Regions from separate parts of the Sus scrofa genome. Here region 1 is linked to region 2. Evidence: chromatin contacts called from public Hi-C data. All regions are on one chromosome and are shown on one strand. The core of a region is the stretch at or near the end of the contact, and the rest is flanking DNA. Distances in the headings are between cores, read along the strand shown.

Region 1 (6,237 bases), core at 1,137-3,636, 64 kb before region 2:
CACTCCAAGAGGGTTCATTTCTTATCGTGGCAATCATCTCACAATACATACATCTATCGAATAATCATGCTGTATAACATAAACTAAGACAATGTGGTATGTGAATGATATTTCAATAAAGCTGAGACAAATAGTACATTAGTTCCTCCTCTGAGAATCTCCTTTTCTTTAGAAGAATATCCCTGTTCTCAATATAGAGGAGGAAATTTGTCATTTTATCAGTGATTCTGAGCTGGAGTGATTTTGTCCCGTGACGGAGATGTGGCCACATCTGCAGACATTCTGACTGTCATGTGTCATATGAGGGAGCAAAGACCAGGGATGATAGTCAACATCCAACAATGATTTTACAGGAGTTCCCATTATGGATCAGCAGGTTAAGTACCCACTGTTGCCTCTGAGAGTATGCAGGTTAGATCCCTGGCCTCACTCTGTGGGTTCAGGAACCAGTGTTGCCATGAGCTGTGGTGTAGGTCACAGATGTGCCTTGGATTCAGATCCTAGCCTCAGGAACTTCCATATGCCACCAGTACACATGTATTAAAAACAAACAAACAAAAATCAGAAAAAATAAAGGAAAATAGAAAACATGCAATGTGGAGCACAGGACAGCCCCCACCTGTGGGCAAACGTCAGTGCTGCAAAGGTGGAAAACAATAGGCTAAGCTCTGCCTTCCTGACCCTTTCCCTCCAGTCCTAATCCCCCCACCATTTGGGGACCCAAGCCCTTCCCACCCTAGCTCCCACATTCACAGTCCATGCTCCCCAGCTTAGCTCTGACCCCTTCTTACCAGCCATCAGCAGCACCAGGGCCAGCGCAACAAAGTCTGGGTATGGGGCCAGGAACGAGGGCATATGCTCAGAGAACGTTCCCTCTAACACCTGCGAGATGTGGTTCCCAATCAGGCTGTCAAAGGTGTAGCTCCAGGCCCTGGTCAAGTAGGCGGTGGCTGCAATGGCAGAAGGTAGATTCATGAAAGGACAGTAACTGAACCCCTACGAACTCCCTGGAGTGGATTTGGGGGGGAAGAAACAGACAAAATACCCTGTCTCAAATTTTCACTTCATGGGCTCAGAGGAACTGAACCAGGTGACTAAATTAGCTATGTGATATGTTAGGAAGAGATGGAGGTTATGCAAGAAAAGACCACAGGGAAGTAGGACCAGCAGGGCTGGGAGATGAGGGCTGAAATCTCACTTGACTGGTACAGGGAAATCCAGGAAGACAACAGCTGAGCAAAGCCTTTCAAATGCTGAGGGATGGGCCTGTGGGACGTGCCTCCCTCTCACCCACTCCCTACACTTCCCCCTCCTTCTAGGTTTCCAGTGATTTTATGATGACAGGTTAGATCTGAGGAGAATGCAGGTGGAGGGGATTCTGCCACGACGACCTGACTCCCTCTACAAGGTCAATGACAAAGGGCTGATGAACGAGGGAAGACCCCAGTTCTCTCTCCCAGGTCCCTGGTCTTAAGCCCACAGCATGCGCCACTTGCGTCATCTCACCAAGAACAAAATGCAGTATGATGTTCCAGCCAGTGATGAAGGCATGCAGTTGTCCCATTGTCACATAGCTGTAGAGATACACAGAACCACAGCAGGGTACCCGGGCCCCAAACTCAGCAAAGTAGAATCCAGACAACAGGGCAAATAAGCCAGCCACCAAGAAGGAGATAATGATCGCAGGCCCAGTTACATACACAGCCACGGCACCAGCTAGGATGTACACACCAGCCCTCAGGGTTCTGTTCACACCAAAGACCACTAGGTCGAAGCTGTTGAGATGAGGTGTGGGAATCTCAGACTCGTTCCTCGGCTCCAGTGGCCGCCTTCGGACCAGTTTCTCACCAAATTGGCGAACACGCTGACCCAACATCATAGACAGAGTTGAGGAGGCTCCTCCCTGAAGAGAAAACAAGACCCAAAGTCACCAAGAATGTCCATCCACACTTGACCCTGGGAGTCTGACTCCACAAAGCAACGGGGTTATGGGATCAGCAGGTAAAGGGGTACACGGGGCCCGTCCTCCATCTCTGAGCTTTGGTTTCTTCAAATCTAAGGAAGACTTTCCACATGGTTCAAAGTTACTGGAAGGGCTGCTTGCAGAGAAGGGAGGGGAGAGAATTATGTCTCCCCCAAAATGCACCACTTCACACGTGCACTGTTTGGAGCTGAAGGCAATGAAGACACAGCAGACTCAGGAACAGCTCTTGCCTCTCCCTTAACTGCTCAATAACTTAGACAGACGGCCCATGCCAGGAAGAGAGCTGTTTCTGGAGATAACATTTTATCTCAGAAAGACGTCTCTAACTAAATGGGCAAATATCTGCTTTCCAAGCATTTCTCCTCCCAGCTTCCTAGGGACTGTCTCCCTTCCCTGGGAACACCCAGATCCCCACCCACTTCTCCTTAAGCTCAGGGTGTGAGCATATAAGCCTCAGGTGCCTGACTGTCCTTGAGCCTCTGAGTTTCTATGGGCCTCCTGTACCTAACAAACTAAATTTGTCCATCTGCTATGTAAATGTCATGACCAGACCAGCCAAAGAATCTAGAAAGCCAAGATTTCGGCCCCTTCAGGAGCAAATCTTCTAAAACAGTGCCTGGCACACACAGCCACTGCTTAATTGGCCTAAGCTGAGTGGCTAAGAATGATGATTTTAGAACTCACGTCAACCAGATCTGCTGGTTCCAATTCAGCTCTGCTGTGCATCAGCTTGTCTGATTGTGTACAAACTATGTGCCATCTTCGTCCTCCTTTCCACCATAAAACAAGGGATATTGTTGCCATCCTTACGCCCTCCCTTCCTTGTTATGTGCGAAGTACTTTTGGGGGACTGGGTGATGAGAGAACTGAGACTCCACATCTTTCTACACCAAGGTTTCTGAAAACGGACCGCTTTCTGTGTCACTGCTTGCAGAGTGACAGGGAGTTGGAACTGCGAGTTCAGGCAGAATGACATGGGACAGACTCCAGCCCAGCTCAGTCAAGGCATCAATCCACACTGGTCTGTCTCCCAACTGCCTGCAGGAAAGGGTCCCACCTTCACTCTCAATCAGAAGTGACAGGATTCTGTCTCCTAATCTTTGGGGCACACAATGTCTCCCCACTACCCAGCTCTGAGGGCCAGGCTGACCCAGTGAACACAGTCATCTTCAGGAAGCTCCCGCCCACGGAGCCTCCAAAGCCCAAGCTCAGCCCAGTGGTGAAGAGCAAGCTTTCCAAGAGCCAGGAAACGCTGATTCGCATCTTGGCTCCGCCCCCACACCTGTGCCTTTGAACATGTCATGTACTGCTCAGCACCCCCGTTTGCCTCTTTTTCAAATGCTTCTGACCAATCTCGTGCACTGTTAGGATCAATGTTAAAGGAGCAGCTTCTGTGGAGAAAAGACGGGGGTTCCTCCAAAAACTAAAAATGCTTTCCCATATAATCCAACACTCCTCCTCTGGGGATACCCTCCAATAACAGAAAGAGGTCTCAGAGAGCTGTGGACACCCCTGTTCACAGCAGCATTAGTCACCAAAGCTGACACACGGAAGCAGCTCCTGTGTCCATCCATGAACAAAAGGCCAACACAGTGCAGTCTCTACAACAGTGGGATAGGATCAGCAGCCTTCAAAAGACAGCGTTTCTTGTTTTCTTTTTTTTTTTTTTTTTTTTTTTTTTGTCTTTTTCGCTTTTTGGGGCTGCACCGTCAGCAATCGAGGTTCCTGGGCTCGGGGTGGAATCAGAGCTGCAGCCACAAGCCTACACCACAGCCACAGCAACAGGGATCCAAGCCACGTGTGTGGCCTACATCACACCTCATGGCAACACCTGATCCTTAACCCACCAAGCAAAGCCAGGGACTGAACCCAAATCCTCATGGATCCTACTCAGGTTCGTTAACCACTGGGCCATGAAGGGAACACAAAGACAGCAATATCTGACCTGTGCTACCACCTGGAGGAAGCTTGAGGACATTGTGCCAAGTGACAGGAGCCTGGCACCAAAAGACAAATACTGTGTGTTTCCACCGCCATGAAGTACCCAAAGGAGTTAGATCCTTAGAGACACAAAGTCAAACGGAGCTGGGGTGAGGAGACAATGAGAAGCCCTTGTCCAATGGGGACACGGTTTCAGGTTTACAGCATGAAAAGCGTCTGGAGATTGGCTGCTCAGCAAATATGTAAACATACGTCAACTTAGTGACCTGCACACTTAAAACTGCTTAGCATGGGAGGCGGCCTCACCAGCACCTCTGCTAAAACTGGAACATTGCAAAGAAGATTAGCATGGCCCCTACACCAGGATGACACACAAAGTCATGAAGCATTCCATGGTCTTTACCTGAACCCCTTTGCCATATAGCAGAAATGATCAAAACACTGAAAATCAGCCATCATCGGGGGTTCCCGTTGAGGTGCAGTGGAAACGACTCTGACATCCATGAGGATGTGGGCTCCGTCGCCCAGTGGGTTAGGGATCTGGCATTGCTGTGAGCTTGGATCCCACACTGCTGTGGCTATGGTGTAGGCTGGCAGCTGTAGCTCTGATTTGACCCCTAGTGGGGGAACTTCCATATGCGGCGGATGTGGCGCTAAAAAGCAAAAGAAAGAGAGGGAGAGAGGGGGGGAGACGAAAGAAAGAAAGAAAGAAAGAAAGAAAGAAAGAAAGAAAGAAAGAAAGAAAGAAAGAAAGAAAGAAAGAAAGGAAGGAAAGAAAGAAAAGAAAGAAAGAAAGAAAGAAAGAAAGGAAGGAAGGAAGGAAGGAAGAAAGAAAGGAAGAAAGGAAGAAAGAAAGAAAGAAAGAAAGAAAGAAAGAAAGAAAGAAAGAAAGGAAGGAAGGAAAGAAAGAAAAGAAAGAAAGAAAGAAAGAAAGGAAGGAAGGAAGAAAGAAAGAAAGGAAGAAAGGAAGAAAGAAAGAAAGGAAGAAAGGAAGGAAGGAAGGAAAGAAAGAAAGAAAGAAAGAAAGGAGGGAGGGAGGAAGGAAAGAAAGAAAAAGAAAATCAACCATATGTCAATAAAACCTTAAAATTTTTTAAATAGTTAAATGGATTTTGTTGTGTATTTTATTACCATTTTTAAATTTGCTGCCAATAAGAGAGCCAGCTTCACAGAGTTACTGGCTGTAACAAACCCCAAGGGGATTTAATATAAATCCACACAGTCATCCTTCACGGATACCAAATCCAGGATGCTGCCAAGTCCCTCACGTCATCCTTGTACCTGCAGACACAGTGCGCCAGGTAGTAGACAGGAGCCTGAAGTCAGTGGTCCCCAGGTCATACACCTTATATAAGGTAAATTTTTCCTGTTGTCTGAACACAAACCTAAACACTAGTCTTAGAGCCTCTGGACACGGATGTAATCTCCCCTCCCCATTTCTTCCCACACAAACCCTTACACCTGCCAGCTCCTGCTTTCCTGTGCAAAATGGGTCTTTCCACCCTCAGGCTGAGCCAGGCTGACCCAGCTGCACCCTGGGATGGCAGAGGTCTCTTTAGGAGTAGCCAAGGAGTTCCACTGTGGCTCAGCAGCAACAACCCCAACTGGTGTCCGTGACGACATGGATTCAATCCCTGGCCTTGCTCAGTGGGTTTAGGATCCAGTGTAGCTGTGGCTATGGCATAAGGCTGGTAGTTGCGGTTCAGATTCAACCCCTAGCCTGGGAACTTCCCTATGCCGCGGGTGCGGCCCCAAAGAGGCAACAACAACAAAAAATATCCAGGAGTAGCTAAACCCAGCACCCAGTCTCCTCCAGAAGAGGGGATACCAAGACTCACCAGGTTCTTGGAGCAGAGCCTGAAGCACTGAAACACGCAGGGAGGCTGAGGTTAAGCTGTGTGGGGCTGGAGCTGACACATCTCCAAAAGCGAAAGCAGGAAGTTACTGAGCACAAAAGACAAGGCTTAATCCTGGGTTGCTGGCATGGGGGTGGGGATGGGGTGGGGGTGGGGATGGGTGAGCGGGATCACCTGTAGTGTTGCAATCAGCCAGTGACTCCTCTGTGGTTACCGCTCAGTGCAAGGTTTTTTAGATTTTGTTTGGACTCTTGTTTGTTTTTTCCTTTTAGGCACCTGCAGCATATCAAAGTTCCAAGGCTAGGGGCCTAATCGGAGCCAATGCCAGCAAGAGAGCTATTTATAAAAACTTTTAATCTCGGAATGACTTGACTTCTCGGAGTGGCAAACCTTTGCTCCTCCCATCCTCCTAGGCACTGTCTCCCTCCCCTTTGAAACCCCAGAACCCCACCCCTT
Region 2 (6,818 bases), core at 3,171-5,670:
TCCTATCATGCAAAGGTTTTAATCTCAGCCACTAGAAGGAGTTCTGAGTGAGAAAGGAATCTGAGCTCTTCATCCAAGCCAACAATCCCTCAGGGAGTTTTTCTGTCCTTCTTCTGGCTATTAGGTGATGTCTAGGCACTGGACGAGGGCGTGGAAGATCCACAGGAAGGAAGGGAAGGGTCGTTTAAGAGTAGAGTGAAGGGCTCTGGTTCTGGAGGTACACTGCCTGGACTGACCCCCTCTCTATGGGGCAACCCATGGAGGCTGTCACTAAGCTTCAGAGTCACATCTGTAAGTGAGAGAAAGAACCTTGTAAGCTTGAAGTAAGTCCAGGTCCTAAGCGTCCTCCACTTCCTTTGTAGGAGTCTCCTACATGGAGTCGATCCCTTGCAAATATTGGTTGAGCTTTCCCGAGTGACAGAATTGACACCAGGCCATGGTGGAGACCCGGGTTTCTGTCCCCAAGGGGCTGATAACTGTTCGGGATCCAGACAGGAAAGCAGCTCAGGGCAGCTGGCCAAAGCTTTAGAAGAGCGGTGATGACATGCCAGTTTCACGTGTTTGGTGTAAGGCGCTTTCTCTTGGATGTGGTTCCTCAAGGCAAAACCTGGGATGGGTTCTGCCCACATGTGTTTGTTCCTAGTTGTCCCTCAGGCCCTTCTTTCCCCACCCCGATTTCCCATCATCCTGTCTTCCCTCCAATCCAGCTGGGCACTTGGGCATTTAGGGTCCTTTGTTCTGCAAACTGAACCCTCATACCTCAGAGTGTGTCTGTATTTGGAGGCAGGCCCTTAGAGGGGGAATTCAGGACAAGCAGGTCATTGGGATAACCCCTAACCCAATGCACTCAATGTCTCTCTAAGAGGAAATGAGAATGCAGAGAGCATACACAGAGACCGACGGGTGAGAGACACAGCAAAGAAACACACACGATGCCGCCAGACAGTGAATTCCAGATGAACAGGGAAGAGTAACACGTGTCTTTTTAGTACTTAAATTACATGTACCTATTTTATGCATATTAATTACACATAAACATATGAACATATATGTGTACAGGCACACCTTGCTTTACTGGGCTTGGAAGACACTGCATTTCTTTTTTTTTTCTTTTTTTTTTTTTTTTTTTTTTTTTTTTTTGCAAATTGAAGGTTTGAGGCAACCCTGTGTTATCCAAGATGATTGGGGTTTTTCCTTTTTTTTTTTCCTTTTTAGGGCCTCAGACACCTAAGGTCAATTGATCTTCAACAAAGGAGGCAAGAATATAAAACGGGAAAAAGGAGTGCCCACAGACCCACTGTGTATTGTGTCTGCACTATCCCAACACTCAACATCTTGCTCTAGGAATTCCTGTTGTGGCTCAGCGGAGACAGATCCAACTGGAATCCAGGAGAAATGACGGTTCCTCACCTGGCCTCACTCAGTGGGTCAGGGATCTGGCGGTGCGTGAGCTGTGGTGTAGGTCTCAGACATGCCTCGGATCCTGAGTTGCTCTGGCTGTGGCATAGGCCGGCAGTTGTAGCTCCGATTCAACCTCTCCCTGGAAACTTCCATATGCTGCAGATGTGGCCTTAAAAAGCAAATAATAATAATAATAATAATAATAATAATTAATGTTTTTAATTAAAAAGATGGGGAGAAGACAGTCTTTTCAGCAAGTGGTGCTGGGAAAACTAGACAGCTGCATGTAAATCGATGATACTAGAACACACCCTCACACCATGCCCAAAAAGAAACTCAAAATACCTTAAAGACTTCAACCTAAGACAAGGCAACATAAAACTCCTAGAAAACAACCTAGGCAAACATTCTCTGACATCAACCCCACAAATGGTGTCATAGATTGTCTCCCAAGGCAATAGAAATAAACACAAAAATAAGCCAATGGGGTCTAAGAAAACTTATCAGCTTTTGCAAGGCAAAGGAAACCAGGAAAAAAAAATAGACAATGTACAGAATGGGTGAAAAGAGTTGCAAACGATGCCACTAAAGAGGGCTTACTCTCTAAAATAGACAAAAAAGCTCATACACCTCAATAGCAAAAAAGGCAAACAACCCAATTTTAAAAATGGGCAGAAGACCTAAATAGACAGTTCTCCAAAGAAAACATAGGGATTTATTTCCAACAGGCACATGAAAAATGCTCAACTAATCACCAATTATTAGAGGAATGCAAATCAAAACTACAGGGAGGTACCACCTCAAACCGGTCTGAATGGCCATCATTAATAAATCTACAGGAGTTCCCGGCCGGGCTCAGCAGAAACAAATCTGACTAGCATCCATGAAGACGCAGGTTCAATCCCTGGTCTCACGCAGTGAGTTATGGATCCAGTGTTGCTATGAGCTGCCGAGTAGGGGATAGATGTAGTTTGTATCTCACTTTGCTGTGGCTGTGGTATAGTTTGGCAGCTACAGCTCCAATTGCACTGCTACCCTGAGAATATCCATATCCCCCAGGTGCGATCCTTAAGAAAGAAAGAGAGAAAGAGATAGAAAGAAAGAAAGACAGAAAGAACTAACGACAGAAAGAAAGAAAGACAGAAAGAGATAAAGAAAGAAAGAAAGAAAGAAAGAAAGAAAGAAAGAAAGAAAGAAAGAAAGAAAGAAAGAAAGAGAGAAAGAGAGAAAGAAAGAAAGAAAGAAAGAAAGAAAGAAAGAAAGAAAGAAAGGAAGGAAGGAAAAGATAAAGAAGGAAGGAAGGAAAGAAAGAAATGTACAGTTAAAAATTACACAATATGAAAGTGATTTTGTCCTCTGTCAATGAAAACAGGTCTCCAAATGCAACCCACACATACCCCACAGAGGATCACGGTGTTGCTTGAACAAGAAAACAGACACTGTATTGGAGGGAACCACACAGCATCTACTTCCTGTGGTTAAGAGGATTCAGCACTAGAGGTGCTTTCATGCAGAGTCTGAAAGGTGGAGGCTGGAGGCTGTGGATCCCTCTTTTCCTCCAAGCTGTGTTGGATCCCATATGCAAACTATATGGCCAGTCCTAGTAGGGAAATGAGAATAGGAGAAGGAAAAGCAGACCCTCTTCCCACTTACAAATGCCCAGTAGGTCTCCTATTATGGCATCTGACACAGTTTGTGGGGAGAGGTCGTTAGGAACGGGGTTGGGTTCTGTCCCTCAAGAGGCCTCTTCATCCCAGAGGGCCACTCACCCATGGCATTCCAGATGCCACACTGGGCCCAGGTCACAGAGGACATCTGCATCATCAGGTAGACATTCACAAAGATGCTCAGCACTGGGAGCACGGGCAGAGCAGGGACCTGGGGGCAAAGTCAGTGACTCCCTGAACACAGCACCCATATTGAAGAGGGAGGCCCCTCCCCCACGTGGGCAAGGAGACCCCAGTCCTCCTCAGGCTGTGCACTCAGGGCCCACTGAGACTGGGGGTGGGTGGAGGACGCACTGGGTGGGACCAGGGAAGGTCCATGGGTTTGAGCAAGTCCCCCCCTTCCCTGGTCCAGCAAAGGAGGCTTCACCTCAAAGCATGCCGACTTCAGCCACTCAGCCTGGACAGCTGGGCACATAAGGTCACCTACCCTGAAGGGAAGAGGAGAAGGGTTCTGGGGCTGCCTCCAATTGATGGCGGTGATCCCCGCAATGAGCAGCAGCAGCAGCACAGCCCCTGCTGTGAACCCGGGGTCTCCAGAGAACACGCGGCTGGGCCACAGGGCCAGAAGCAGGCTCAGGATGGTCAGCAGGAAAACTGCATGGGTCAAGGGGGAGGACAACAGGCTCAACTCCAGAGGCCAAATGGGCCAAGACCTGGGGTCACCCCTCCCCCACACTGCCCACCCCAGGAAGGGCCATCACATCTGCAAGACTCCTCAGCTGCCAGCCCAGACACTCCATGCCCATCCTGTCCATCTCAGAAGGTGACCAAAGTGAAGTCCCAGTGCTCACCCAGCAGGAAGGTGCCTCCATAGACTATCTGACCAGACTTCAGAGTGGGGGTGAGGTGTCTCGATATAGGGTTTGAGGTTCATGCTTCAGAAACAGTTGTGAAGGATTTAACTGAACTATTGGCTCCATCTCAATTTCCTCCTCTACTTTCTCCTTCTTGCTGAAGCTCTGGTCTGGCTGGTACCTGAATTAGAGGTATAAAGGTAACATGAACAGCTGCCCCTATGCATCCAGCATCAGACAGCCTAGTCCACTGCTTTCCTGACTCAAGCCCAGCAGGACATTTAGGAAGCAGCAGGAGGGGATCATACTGTCAACCTCCATGAGACCAAGACCCCAATCAAGGTGTAGTGGAGTCTCACCTGAGGACCAGGACAGAAAAAGTCACGAGGAAGTAAACAAACAGGGCCCCAACTGACAAGAGTTCCACAAGATGAAAGATCTCGAAAAGCACTGCCAGGATCCCTAGAACGAGGGTTGGGGGAGGGAGTGAGAAGCCACTGGATATATCCAAGCTAAAGAAATTGATCCAAGAAGAACTGGGTTGTGTTTATGGACCTGAAAGAATTGCAGAAACCAGGACGGCCACGAGGGGAGTGCCTCTTCGAGCATAGATTTGGCCAAGTCCCTGGAAAAGGAGCCCATCCTCTGCCATTTCACAAATCAACTGAGACATGGTCAACATGACAAGCAGGAGGCTGGAAAAGACAATAATGGGAACACGTGTGAGGATGCAGGGAAGCAGGACAGCTCCGGTTTCTGCTCCCTGGTCCCACATGGGGTGAGGTGCTTTCCCTCTTGTCCCTCGATCCCAAGAGAGAGGATGCCTGAGCATCTGACGGTACATGGAGAGAAAGCTTTGACACTGACCTGTAAAAAAGAGCACACAGGATGACAACAGCCACAAAGTATCCGGCAGGAGCCCACCCAACATGGTGGAAAGCCTGCGGCAAGGGGCTGTAAGGATGAATCTGGTAGTAGGGCACCATGAGGGTGAGAGCTGCTGAGACACCAGAATAGGCCAAAATGCAGCAGAAGATGACGATTACTAGGCTCCAAGGGATGGAACGCTGAGGGTTGGTGGTTTCTCTCCCTGCAGGATGGTGGGAGCATCAGGTCAGGAAAACACACTGTGAAACCATTCAATATTCTTCCCCCTCCCACCTCCAAAAGCAGCCTCATCAACTGCCAACCCCATTGCTCAAGGGCAGCCCAAATGACCATGTTACCTGTAGTGATAATGGCATTAAGACCAAAGTATGAGTAGAAAGGCATTGCTGCTCCTTGGAGAATCCCTTCAAAGCCAAAGGGCACAAACCCTCCAGAACCCAGAGGGCCCAGGCTGTGGTGAGAGAAGGGATGGGGAAGAGTGTGGGGGAGGCTGTTCAGACATCTCTTGGACTCCTCCGTTAATGCCCCAGGACCTGGGCTCCAGGACCCCATCATCTGGATCCATCAGCCCAGGTCTCTTGCGTTCCCTCGTATTCCCACATCTGCAGCCCCCTCTAAGCAGGACTAGGGGCAAAAGGACCCTCCTAACCTATACTGTCAGAGGATCCAGATGTGGCCAGTTTGTAGTCCTGTTCTGTGAGCTCCCAGTTGTGCCGGTCTCCTTTAATGAAGCCAGAGAGGATCATGAAGCTGAGCAACAAAACATTGAAGCCTATGGACACTTTGGCAACCAGTTCTGTCACCTGAACTCCCAGAATCAGTAGCCCTGTGGGAAAGATGGAAAGTGTGAAACCTCCAAAATTATTAAATCCGCAGAGACAGAAAGTGGATGGGCGGTGGTCAAGGGCTTAGGGTTGGGGACCTGAGGTGGGGTGGGGGATGGACAGTGATGCACAATGGGTACAGGGCTGCCTTTGGGGGAGATGAAAATGTCTGGAAGTAGAGGGAGATGTCGGTTGTGCAACACTGTGACTGTCCTAAGTGCCACAGACTTGTACACTCCAAGAGGGTTCATTTCTTATCATGGCAATCATCTCACAATACATACATCTATCGAATAATCATGCTGTATAACATACTAAGACAATGTGGTATGTGAATGATATCTCAATGAAGCTGAGACAAATAGTACATTAGTTCTTCCTCTGAGAATCTCCTTTTCTTTCAAAGAATATCCTTGTTCTCAATATAGCGGAGGAAACTTGTCATTTTATCAGTGATTCTGAGCTGGGGAGATTTTGTCCCCTGAGGAAGATGTGCCCATATCTGGAGACATTCTGACTGTCACAGTTGGGAGCAAACTCTAGGGACGCTAGTCAACATCCAACAATGATTTCAAAGGAGTTCCCATTATGGTCAGCAGGTGAAGTACCCAGCCTTGCCTCTGGAGGATGCAGGTTGGATCCCTGGCCTCATTCAGCGGGTTCAGGATCCAGTGTTGCCATGAGCTGTGGTGTAGGTCATACATGTGCCTTGGATTCAAATCCTAGCCTCAGGAACTTCCATATGTCCCCCATGCAGCTGTGTTAAAAAAAAAAGAAAGAAAGAAAGAAAGAAAGAAAGAAAGAAAGAAAGAAAGAAAGAAAGAAAGAAAGAAAGAAAGAAAGAAAGAAAGAAAGAAAGAAAGAAAGAAAGAGAGAGAAAAGAAAAATGCAATTTGGGGAGCACAGGACAGCCCCCACCCATGGGCAAACGTCAGTGCTGCAAAGGTCTAAAAGAAAGGTCTAAGCTTTTGCCTTCCTGTCCCGTTTCTCTCCAGTCCTAATCCCCCAACCATCCTGGGACACAAGCCCTTCCCACCCCAGCTCCCCCATTCACAGTCCATGCTTCCCAGCTTAGCTCTGACCCCTTCTGACCAGCCATCAGCAGCACCAGCACCACTGCAACAGTCTGGGTATGAGGCCAAGAACAGGGCATATGCTCAGAGAAAGTTCCCTCTAACATCTGT

What was found. A called contact is a pair of places that touch in the nucleus more often than the background predicts.
Region 1: a Hi-C map of fetal liver shows a contact between it and region 2, with 4 times the contacts expected there. The contact joins the enhancer-like site here to the promoter of LOC110255287 in region 2. A contact is called at or near these places in 6 of 47 Hi-C or Micro-C datasets (blood, fetal heart ventricle, fetal liver and 2 more) and 1 of 2 datasets of contacts at active chromatin or transcription factors (alveolar macrophages).

What each region holds. Positions count from the first base shown.
Region 1 is chr6:56,546,335-56,552,571 of Sscrofa11.1, reverse strand. LOC100626318 (cationic amino acid transporter 3-like) reads right to left here and starts at 5,858. Exons shown (of 12, transcript NM_001244165.1): 1 at 5,764-5,858; 2 at 1,507-1,903; 3 at 792-950. The coding sequence starts at 1,879. Within about 2 kb of position 2,386, at least 4 of the 83 cell types and tissues checked have an H3K27ac peak or open chromatin away from gene starts, as enhancers often do. A contact at or near this core is called in fetal liver, where this site is marked.
Region 2 is chr6:56,483,944-56,490,761 of Sscrofa11.1, reverse strand. LOC110255287 (cationic amino acid transporter 3-like) reads right to left here and starts at 4,420. Exons shown (of 17, transcript XM_021094915.1): 1 at 4,282-4,420; 2 at 3,920-4,103; 3 at 3,556-3,722; 4 at 3,171-3,279. It also overlaps the pseudogene LOC100620251.